Regions from separate parts of the Mus musculus genome. Here region 2 is linked to region 1. A link is a contact called in public HiChIP or PLAC-seq data. All regions are on one chromosome and are shown on one strand. The core of a region is the stretch at or near the end of the contact, and the rest is flanking DNA. Distances in the headings are between cores, read along the strand shown. Region 1 overlaps Gm31879 (a long non-coding RNA gene). Region 2 overlaps Gm40085 (predicted gene, 40085).

Region 1 (5,653 bases), core at 2,063-4,562:
TCAAATTTTTCTATTTAATACCAATGTCAACTTGTGAAAATTAACCCAGAGATAGCAAAGTTATCTCAGGAAGAAAACCAATTTCTTTTTAAAGGAAAGAGCATACTCTCTGGTCAGGTTAAGAAATGCTCTTCTTCCATCCTCACTGTCACGATACCTAGGTGGTAATGGAAGGATGAAGAATGAAATTTCTTCTAATATAGAGTGTAAAGAGCCTGGGAAATGTTTTCAACTATAACAAGGCTCCTTTCTCAGTGCTAGATAATTACTCTCAGCTGGAGCTGCTTTGTCTGTGGCTGTCCCTCAGAGTCCTCTAACAACACTACAGCATCTCACCTGCTCCTCACAGGGATAATGATCATCAGATCATTTGCAGAGTGAATGATTCATCAAAACCACCCAAAAGCCAAATAGAAGGAGTTAATGGAAGGTGCTTAGCGTTGGCTCTGAGTTCTGGCACCTAAATAAATAATAAGACACAGGGAAACACTCTCATCATAAGTGGGTAAGTGAAAAATCAGACAATAGACCTGCATTAGCATATCCCAAACCTCAGAACAAGTAATTATTAAGAATATTAATCTATATTTTAGACTTAGCAACTCAGTTTTCATAGCATCAGGGCTGAACACACACTACTGAACTAACTAGTTATTTAGATGCACAAAAATCTCATTTATAAACTCAGAGTCAAGATTTTTAAAAATATTACAATTTTATTCACTATATATGTTTCTTAAGGTTCAAAACACTTGGTAACTATAGACAATACTCTTTTATTATTACTATGACAATTGAAAAATAAAAGTCATTCATTCATTCATTTAGTCACTCAAACATTTATTTATTGCTTACCTATGTTTTGCTGAATCCAATGATAGAGGTTGATTCTTGAATGACATACAAAACACAAGTAATCCTTATTCCTAGAGTTACATGTAATATAGTGTAAGGTAAGAAAATAGCTACTGGGTGGGTTAAATTGGGAGACAGAGGGAGGTGGATCTCCAAGTTTAAGGCCAGTCTGATCTACAGAGTGTGTTCCAGAGCAGCCAAGACAGGGGAACCCTGTCTCAAAGAACAGAAACAAATAAACAAAAAGAAGACAGATATTGTCTTAGGGTTTTTATTGCTGTGAAGGTCCATCACGACCAAAGCAAAAGGCAACTCTTACAAAGGAAACATTTAATTGGACCTGGTTTATAGTTTCAAAGGTTCAGTCCATTATCATCATGGTGGGAAGCATGGCAGCATGCAAGGCAGACATGGTGCTAGAGACGGAGCTGAGAGTTCTACCATCTTGACCTGTAGGCAGGAAGGAGGAGACTGTATGACTGCTAAGCTAGGCCTAGAATATTCTCAGCCTCTAAGACTTACTGTTGAATAATCTCACCTCTTTCTAGTTCTTTCGGAACTCTGGCTGGCTGATTCAACTCAGCTGTTCTTGCTCAAACTCTTCTCTGGGCTAACTAATTCAGTCTGGCTTCCCCTGGCTTCTCCTGAATTGCTCTGCCTGGCCTCATACTAACTTTGGCAATCTGTTCTAATCTTCTGGCTCCTTCTCAGGCTCTGGCTTGTTCTGTGTTTGCCCATTTCTATCTGGTTCTCGCTCTGCAACTGTCTCTGTATAACTGTCCCATTAAAACTGTCCCTCTCTCTGCACTGCTCTCTCAAGTCACCCTCTTTCCTCTCTGCTCTCATGAGAGTAGGGCATATCCATAAAACAAATCTTTCTCTGATTCATCACTTTGTCTGCCGCTCAATTAGAAATCATTTTCAAACATGGCTGCTTCCTTCTACAAACTAATTTTACCTTTGTTGTTTGAGGTTAAAGGTGTATACCAAGGGCGTGTCTGTATTCCAGCCAGAGGGATTAGAAGTATATGCTAAGGTGGAGCCACACCAGGACTAGAAACAGGTTTTCCCAGGAAACAACACAATCTTGGGGGTCACAGTGTGATCAAATATTTTGCAAGACTCTAGGGGTTTATAGCTATTCAAACCACCACAGCTATTAAGAATTATAATTGATATATGCCACAAAGAAAAATTATAAAATGTGATGGACAGAGGTCAAGACATCTATATTTGGTTTTGATAAGTTATGATTCTTGTGAGTGGCAGAAATTCAAATTTAGGTTTAAAAAAGAAAATGCCAGAGGGAATATAATAGTACAATAGTCTGTGTTTTCTAAAACTCAGCCTGGAATAGGAGGTAAATTGTTGACAATTTGGGGGGAAAGCATAAGCCCAACAAAGGTAAGGGAGAAGGAAGTTAGGAAAGCGCACAGGTAGGAGGGACTGTGACATGGGGCACTGTCATGCTGTTCTTGAGCACATCAAGCCTGAGGGAAAACAAGGTCATAAAATAGATGACTTAAGAAGACTTCTCTTGGGAGGTTGTGTGGTGCTGTTCCTCAGGAGGAATGGAGAGTCTGTGATTCTCTGTGTCCTGAGTAGTGAGTGACGCTACCCAGAGGTTCTCAACTTGTAGGCTGTGACCTTGAACGACCCATTCGTGGGTCACTTAAGACCATCAGAAAACACAGATACCATGATTCATAACAGTAGCAAAGTTACAGTTGCTAGTTAAGAAGTAACAATGAAAATAATTTTGTGGTTGGGGTCACCACAACATGAAGATCTGTATTAAAGGGTCACAGCATCAGGGAGGTTGAGATCTACTGCCCTAGAAAGTTTAAAGTGCCCATAAGTGGAGTAAAGAACTTGATATGCAAACTGTGGTAGAGCTAGACTTCCCTTAAAGAGAGCTTCTCAACCATGCATGGATGGCACACACCTCTAATCCCAGCACTCGAGAGGCAGAGGCTTGCAGACAGATCTCTGAGTTCAAGACCAGCCTGGTTTATAGAGTGAGTTCCAGAACAGCAAGGGCCAAAGAGAAAAACCCTACCTTGAAAAGCAAAAAACAGAGATAGAAATAGATGATAGATAGGTAGATAGATAGATAGATAGATAGATAGATAGATAGATAGATAAATAGATAGATAGATGATAGATCATAGATAATAGATAGATGATACATGATAGATGGATGGTAGATAGATTATAGATAGATGACAGACAGACAGACAGGCAGGCAGGCACAGGCAGACAGACAGACAGACAGATGAATGGATGCTAGAGCATTTCAATTCCTGCTGCACTGTGACACACTGACCGGGATGACAATGATGATGGCAGAGGCTGCTGAAATCCATGTCACTTATTTCCCGCTATTGTGGCCTCCCCCGTGTCCTCAGATGTCTGCACTTGGCACTTGTTTGCTCTAAAAATATTGCTTGATATGAGGAAGTTCGAGGCCTGCGGGAGAAGACAGGCACTCCATGGTGCCTTTGCATGGGGACTAGGACTGGCTTCTGATTGCAGTGGCTACTGAGATACCTGTATGCCTGGCTTGCTTTTTATTCTGAAACAGGGAATCAATTCCCTGAGGCTGAAGAAGGCTGGCAGAGAAGTCATCTAAAGGTGTGAGGCCATAACTGCTCATCACAATGTATGAAGACAGGGAAGTTTGCAGAATGCAGTTCTTGGAGACATAGGGAAATTAATTTGCTTTTCTCTCCTGGCTTTTGTTTGTTTTGTTTTTAGATATCCTATTTACTCATGGCCCATTCAACTAATTGACACAAACGTCTCTGCATTCAGTGAGCTTCTGTAGATGACTGGGGCAAGGGCTTCCCATCAATGGTCAAAGGGAGAAACCTGAGCATCATCAACAGTATAAGTTTGTTAACTTAAACCTGCAGTATTGCCGCTGATGTATTGCTAAATTCTCCACTCCCTGATGAGAGAGGAGTTTTAAAGATTTATTGGAACAAATCTGTAAATGATTCTTGTGTGTGGATCCCCACCCAGATGTTTGTTTTGTGTCTTCCTCTATGCTGCTTTCTGACTTTTGCTGTGCATTGAGATCAATATTTATGCTTCATACAGCTCAGCTCACCATGCACTGCTGGAAACATCTCTGTATACTACAATATTTATTTTCTTCTCCAGGGGATCTTTCTGAAATCTAATCATTGGAGCTAAAGTGATGGCTTCGAGGTTAAAAGTGAGTACTGCTCTTGCAGAGGACCTGAGTTTGGTTGCCAGCACCCACATGAGTCAGGGGACTCATAACTACCTCTTACTCCAGTTCCAAGGGATCTGACACCTTTTCTGGACTTCATAGTCACCAAGCATGCACATACTACACAGAATTAAGTAAAGTGAAAACATTAATACACATTTAAAAAAGAAAAGGAAAAAAAAAGGACAGAACAGGGCATGGTGGCCCACACATTCAATCCCAGCACTCAAAACAGGAGGCAGATGAATCTCTTGTGAGTTCAAGGTCAGCCTGCTCTACATGGTGAGCTTCAGGCCAGCCAGGGAAACATAGTGAGACCCTGTCAAAAAACAAACAAACAAAACAAAACAAAAACCTCAAAACCAAACCAAACCAAAAAACAAAACAAAACAAAAAAAACCCCACAGAGTCCCAGCTGGTTGATTTTACTGTCCATGAATGCTAAGATCCTCACTTCATAATAAGAAGCCTCAGAGTGGTAAAAACCTGGCAACTCATTTCACAAACTTGGGTGTCAGCTCTGAGTGACTGCAAGGAACAGCTTTTAGTCAAGGCAAGCAAATTTGCCCAACACTTTTCCGAGGAAACAGCAAGGTGTGAGCTTCCCTGTCATCTAGGTGTGATCTTTCCCTTTGTTTCTTACCTGTGTCTCTTTTCAGCAGCAGCAACAACAAATCCAAGACTTCACATCTCTGCACTTGGCATCCTGTTTGGTTTAAGCCTTATTAAGTGCATGACCTTGCAGGCAAGCGTGGTTGTTTGTAATTGTCTACTCTGTGTGTGTGTGTGTGTGTGTGTGTGTGTGTGTGTGTGTGTGTGTGTGTGTGTGTGTGTGTCGGGGGGATAGTTAGACCAGCTGACACTAGAAAGGGTCCAGCATTTACCTGCATTTGTACCTAAGTTGCCTGGAAGCACGTTTGAAAATGAAGCATCAACTTTAAGTTCCTATAATGTAAAAAGACACCCCTCGGGGCTGGTGAGATGGCTCAGTGGGTAAGAGCACCCGACTGCTCTTCCGAAGGTCCGAAGTTCAAATCCCAGCAACCACATGGTGGCTCACAACCATCTGTAATGAGATCTGACTCCCTCTTCTGGAGTATCTGAGGATAGCTACAGTGTACTTACATGTAATAAATAAATAAATCTTAAAAAAAAAAAAAGACACCCCTCACTTCACTAGGGGTAAGAGATAATCTTAATCCTGGAACCATATGTGAGTGATCAGGGCTCAGGAACACAGATTTAGATTACCTCTGATTCTATGTCCCAACCTTGTAATAGTTTCATGGAGATGTCATAGTAACAGAACAAAGAAGTTACAAATCAAGACACTTTCAAATACATGCGTAGAAACGTCAGGTCGGTGGGTCCAGCAAAGCTAAGCCTTGGTTGCTATCTAACAGTAGTGGACATTGGAAACCAGAGGTCTGTTCCTACCTTCCAAAGGATTAATTTAGCGGTCACAAAGATGTTCATTTGTGTATAGGAAGGCAATAAATGGCTTTCGAGCTGGGTAAAGATGCCCCAAGATAATTTGGCTCTGTACTTGCACTGTTCCAA
Region 2 (6,000 bases), core at 2,980-5,479, 200 kb after region 1:
ACTCTGTACACTGACCAAAATAATAATAACTTGAACAAATATTAACTGTTGGACCCTAGTCTCACTGGTAGAAAACCATCCATGGAATATTCATTGCCTTGTTTATGCTCCCTCTTTAACTCCAATTCCACATTCTGATGTTGCCTACCTAATTGCTACACTCCTCAGCAGATTGCAAGCAGCCATGTCTTCTCAACCCTATTTAAAGTGACACTGACTAATTTCCCACAAGTCCTTGGACCTCTCAGAGGGAACTATTAAGAGATGGTCTGCCACAGGTAGCATCTCTCCTCTCCATACCACTGTCTGCATGATTATTGTAGCCTGTGGCTGCATCTTACTTGCTTCTGGCTCTGGGGCAGTTTTTGGCCAACCACAGCCCTCTCCTTTTATACTCAGAGGCAGAGGATCAGAGAGTTTTGTTGTGAGATAGTGTCTGCTAGTAATATCAGAAGCTATACTCACACAGTCTTACCCACGTGACTGCCCAAACATGCGCTGAACAAGGACAATAACAGGCATACCAAAGTGGACAGGGAAAGCCCAGGAGGCCATAGCCCTACACAAAGGACTCAGGCAACGAAGGAATGCTGACTATAAGAGAAACAGTCTGCTCCAGGGAAGAACACAGCAATGGTTAGTCAATGCCAAGGAAAACATGCATACAAGTAACATTGTACAGACTGAGGAATATCTACGTATAGGCATATACATAACGTGCTTGTAATAGCAATGAAAAGAGGACATGAATTTGGAAGGAGGAGTATATGGTACTGTTTGAAAGGAGGAACAATAAGAAAGAAATGTTGTAATTATGTTATAATCTCAAAATAAGAGCAATAACTTTTAAAAAATTCTAATCATAACCCAAAGGATGAGGTAGGAATTGTAAATCCATGAATGTGCAGCTCTGTTCACACCTTTCTCTCAGGTGCAAGCCTCTTGCTGAGTTCTCTCAGGTGCGAGCCTCTTGCTGAGTTCTCTCAGGTTCCAGCCTCTTGCTGAGTTCTCTCAGGTTCCAGCCTCTTGCTGAGTTCTCTCAGGTTCGAGCCTCTTGCTGAGTTCTCTCAGGTTCGAGCCTCTTGCTGAGTTCTCTCAGGTGTGAGCCTCTTGCTGAGTTCTCTCAGGTTCGAGCCTCTTGCTGAGTTCTCTCAGGTGCGAGCCTCTTGCTGAGTTCTCTCAGGTTCCAGCCTCTTGCTGAGTTCTCTCAGGTTCGAGCCTCTTGCTGAGTTCTCTCAGGTTCGAGCCTCTTGCTGAGTTCTCTCAGGTTCGAGCCTCTTGCTGAGTTCTCTCAGGTGCGAGCCTCTTGCTGAGTTCTCTCAGGTGCGAGCCTCTTGCTGAGTTCTCTCAGGTGCGAGCCTCTTGCTGAGTTCTCTCAGGTTCCAGCCTCTTGCTGAGTTCTCTCAGGTGCGAGCCTCTTGCTGAGTTCTCTCAGGTGCAAGCCTCTTGCTGAGTTCTCTCAGGTTCGAGCCTCTTGCTGAGTTCTCTCAGGTTCGAGCCTCTTGGTGCCCCATGGCAGAAGTAACTGCTTAACAGTTGACTCTTCAGAAGATAAAAGGCCCAGTTTCTTGTGTTTTCCAGCTTCTCTGCTATAAATATCACCACCGTAGCTGATTGCAAACTATCAGCATTATAACTGAACACAGAGTTTGGAAGCGACCACATAGATCTAGCTCTTAGCCTGTTCCAGCTGGCCCCGGCACGTGGCAGCCAGCAAATGCTAATGTTTAAATGTGGAGAGTAGTTATTTTCTTTTAATTTTTGAGACTGTCTCACTGTGTAGCCCTGGCTGGTCTGGACCTCCCTATGTAAACAAGGCTGGCTTCAAACCCAAGTTCTGGGATTAAAGGTACCTGGCTTATAAGGTACACTCTTTATATACCATGGACCCTAACTAACTGCCCCTATTTTTTAAAATATGTATTTTTTTTTAGAATTTCGCACATGGATTTAATGCATCTTCATTATATTCCCCTCTTTCCTGATCCACACCCCCTCCCCCACCACCCCAACTCCATTTCCTCTTTTATTACACTCACTGAGTCCAGTTTGTACTGCCTATACACTCACGGATGTGAGACCGTCCACTGAGGCCTGGTCATGCTACCAGAGTCCACACAGGATGCCTTAAAGAAAGCGGACCCTCCCTCCCCAGCAGCTCTCACCTCTCAGCTAGGAGTGCAGGCTCAAGATCCCCTCCCTACTCTGTGCTGGATAGTTCACTGGCTTGGTCTCGTGCAGGTCTCGTGTAGCCACAATAGCTGCTATGTGTTCATGTATGCAGTAGTCCCTCCCGCTGTGTTCAGAAGACATTGCTTTCCTCTGCTCCTCCTTGACTGATGGCTCTTACGATCTTTCTGCTCTCTCTTCTACAATGACTCTGGAGCCTTGGGGGTGGGAGTGGACGACGTCTCAGTTGCTGAACACCCAACTTATCCCTGCGCTTCAGTTGTGAGGTTCTGCACTAAGCACTGGTCACTGCACCGTGAAACTTCTCTGGTGAGGTTCAAGAGATGCTCTGATCCATAGATATGGAGCTATGGATTTAGAGCCTGTCCCTATCTTATAGGAGGAAGTGGCCATCTGCTCCTAAAGCAGAAGGGAAAACATGCGAAGAGAGTTCGTTGCTCTCCGGCACAACAGCACCATTGTGGAAGTCACAAGAATAATTTTAACAGTATGATTCCTACCAGAAACTCTTTAACTTCCTTTCAATGGCCTTAAGAAAGAATTAGGAACTACTCATGTAGTCCCGCAGGGTGGGGCTGAGGTTAGGGTTACAATATTATAGTGAAAGACCTTTCTAACACAATGTTTTCTCCTTCGCTGTCCCACACGTTACCCATGTTCTCAAATATCTATGTCCCCTGAGTGTAATCTAAAGCCACTCGGGATCCAGACAAAGTAATCCATTTCCCACTCCTACTACTAAACTGTATAATCCTAAACAGATCTGTGACCACCAATGATTCTGGCAAATGAAGGCTTCCCTGAAGATCTGCTGGGCAGATGAAGTAAACGGGTTGTAAAAGCTGCTTCCACTTCCAGGAACAGATGTGCTGAGCCACAGGCATGCAATATTGCCACCTTGTGGCTTCTCACAGAATTGCCCAAAAGGCAAACATTCCTTGGAGGTCCAAAAGGAACCTTACTAGGGGTGTGGGGAGTGCAGTCTAGAGTTGTGATGAGATTCAGAGCTATGATTATAAGAAGCCAGTCGGTATCACAGGAAGAGACTGGCCTCTACCAACCACCATAAAACTGATTTGGGGAGTTGTTGTTTTGTTTGGACAATTATCAGCTCTTTGGCCCCCAAAGACAAAATTATCTAAATATACATTTTACAGTTGAAAGGAGAAGATAACAGTTCCTACAGTTTGTTCAAACACTCGTGATTATCGGCTGCCCTTCATATTGTTCTTGCCCCTCTTTCCTATTCCAGATTCCCAAGAATAGAATGTGCCTGACTCCCACAGTACCCTGTAGATCTGGCCAATCATCTCAGTTTTCAGTGGAGCCATGGAATATGCTCCCAATACCCTCCATCTCTTAGAAGAACAATCTCAGGTTCCAATCTCGTCCCCGGTGCTTCAGATCCAAACCTCCAAAATTTCACATTATTTAGTAACAGATTTGGTGGCACGCTCCTGACAAACTCAAGTCAAGAACCCCCGAGGAGAATGGCAGACTAGAAGACGTTTCTACGCCACCCTTTAAATGAGAAGAGCCACAATAAGAAAAATAGACACTTCTGAAGAGAAAGAAAGAAGAAACGTTTTAAAATGCACCAAAATAGTGTTAAAATACCTGGAAAGTGGGGAGGAAAGACAGGTAACGCATGAGAAACAGCCAACGTAAACACAGACCAGCAGCATGGCTGTGGTGTGGACAGGGTGAACAGACTTCTCATAAGCTAAAGGAAGCTGCCCTGGTGAGAGAAAACTGGCCGTCCTGCCCTCAGAGCAAGTCCTCAGCCCTCACAAGCCTGAAAACCAGTGGCAGCTTTTGTGAGACAACCATTCCTCCGGCACTGAGAGAGGAAGCACACCCAGCAGCTGCGTGCGCCTCAGAGCGGAAGTGACCCGGTTTGAATGAGAAGGTCTCCCACAGGCATGTGGATTTGAACTCTTGGACCCCAGATGCTAGCACATTTGGAGAGGTTATAGAACCGCTAAGGTATGGAACCTTGCTGGAGAAAGCGCGCCCCTAGAGATAGGCTTCGTTAAGAGTGTAGCCTGCTTCTAGTTTACCCTCAGCTTTCTGTTTGAGGTTGAGGATTCAATCATCCCCGCTTCCTGTTCTGGCCCCTCAGCCTGCCGTGGACTCTGCCTTTGGAACCAGAAGCCAGAATCGGCATGTTGTTCCTAAGTGGCTGCTGACTGGCCATGCCATTTTCCTCACAGCAACAGAAAAATGTCTGATCCAGACGTTGGTACAAAAGAGTGGGTACGGACAAAATAAAAAAAAAACAAGTGAAGAACTTGACCATGTCCTTTAGAGCAGTGTGGAAGGCTTGGGAGGACTGGACTAGAAAAGTGGTAAGATGCTCTAAAAAGAACGTAACGGCCGCTCTAGCTGGAGCTTGGAAGACAACAGTGCTGATCGTGCAGATGGTAGAGGCATGCTCACAAGAGGCGAGCAACATTAGCAATCGTGCCAGAGACAGTTTCTATATGCTGGCAAAAAGTCTGACTGTTTTCTGCCCGCACCCCTGAGAATGCACAGAAGGCTGAATTTCAAGTCATGAACCAAGTTTTGGCAGAGAAAGTCTCAAGCAACATAAGGTCGAATCCGTGAAATGGGCATTATTAATAACTCTTAGGCAGGTCTACAGTGAAAAAGAGCAAGCAGGATCATCATGTACAAAATGTGTAGTTATGAGGAGAAAAACTCTAGCAAGCTTAATGTGGCTCCCAAGGTATGATCTAGAAATGAAGCTGTACTGTTAAAGGGCTCCGCGCTGTGCCGTGCAGGAGAGGCATCCTGCCCTGTACTGAAGCAGAAGGAAGTGTGCCCACACAGAGAGGCCCCACCCAGCTAAACTTCAGATTTGTCAAGGACAAAGCCTAAGGGCTGCTTTGTCCTGGAAAGCAACATTGCTTCAACATAGGATGACTGCTTAGCATGTGGTTTAAAGGTGGGAGGCTCCCTCCCAAGCTGGCAGCCAAACTTAGCATCTATCTGATACTGGCAATAAAGGCAGGGGAGACACGGGACATGGAGCTGCAGAAAAGCACAGGATTAGGGGTGGAGGCCGTCCTATCAAGACCACGGTGCTGTAGTTGGCCGCTTCTCATTCTCTCACTTCACGCTCCCCCTCCCTCCGAAGCTCATCTCTAGACAGCCACTCCCTTTACACAGACAGCCTCTGGTAACTCTCCTAATTGCTCTCCCACTTCCAGACCTGATCACAGACCCCCGCCAACTCAGGCTTCCTCTCCTAACTGAGCTCATTTTGAAGGGTAATTTTGTATCAGCTCCTTTCCTAGATCAACCTACCTCCCCCAGTCATCCCTGATTCATAAAAGATGAGGGGTAACCCTGGGAACGGAAGACCTCTTTCTCACACCTCCAGGAGGAGGCCATCAAAGCATCAGAAGGCTGATCTGTGTACAGATTCCGTTTCCCAGAAAGCCCCCTCCCTCACTGTGACCTTACACAGCTGAAGATGAAGCTTTTCCTGGCTTTCTGTGAAAAGTCCCGCATTTACTACTTTTTGCTGGTGATAAGTACTTTACAAAAACAACTTAAATGTTGCAAGGCTGCATTCCTTCACAGTTCCAGCCCCAGTCCCTCTGGGGAAAGGCATGGTGGCAGGAACTGATGATTCACCTGTGTCTACAGTCCGGGGCTGAGAGCAGTGAACTCTGGTGTATTCAGTTCAGGACCCCAGCCCATGAAATGGTGCTGTTCACATTTAGGGTCGTTCATTCCACCTCAATGGACTGAATTTATAAAATCCCTCCCAGACACACCCAGAGGTTTGTCTTTTATGTGATT

What was found. HiChIP or PLAC-seq counts read pairs in DNA pulled down with a chosen protein or histone mark.
Region 2: an H3K27ac HiChIP or PLAC-seq map of microglia shows a contact between it and region 1, with 6 times the contacts expected there. The contact joins two enhancer-like sites. A contact is called at or near these places in 1 of 15 datasets of contacts at CTCF or cohesin (large pre-B cells), 2 of 484 Hi-C or Micro-C datasets (both in bone marrow-derived macrophages) and 4 of 115 datasets of contacts at active chromatin or transcription factors (bone marrow-derived macrophages, embryonic stem cells, microglia and 1 more).

Annotation. Positions count from the first base shown.
Region 1 is chr3:87,296,784-87,302,436 of GRCm38.p6, forward strand. It overlaps Gm31879 (a long non-coding RNA gene), which reads left to right. Exons shown (of 3, transcript XR_375779.2): 3 at 4,021-4,124. Among named protein-coding and RNA genes, the nearest start is that of Gm31879, 9.3 kb to the left of the region's middle. Within about 2 kb of position 3,313, at least 4 of the 459 cell types and tissues checked have an H3K27ac peak or open chromatin away from gene starts, as enhancers often do. A contact at or near this core is called in bone marrow-derived macrophages and microglia, where this site is marked.
Region 2 is chr3:87,496,227-87,502,226 of GRCm38.p6, forward strand. All of the region lies in intron 1 of Gm40085 (predicted gene, 40085), which reads right to left. It also overlaps a transcript of Fcrl5 not described here. Among named protein-coding and RNA genes, the nearest start is that of Gm40085, 13 kb to the right of the region's middle. Within about 2 kb of position 4,230, at least 61 of the 459 cell types and tissues checked have an H3K27ac peak or open chromatin away from gene starts, as enhancers often do. A contact at or near this core is called in bone marrow-derived macrophages and microglia, where this site is marked.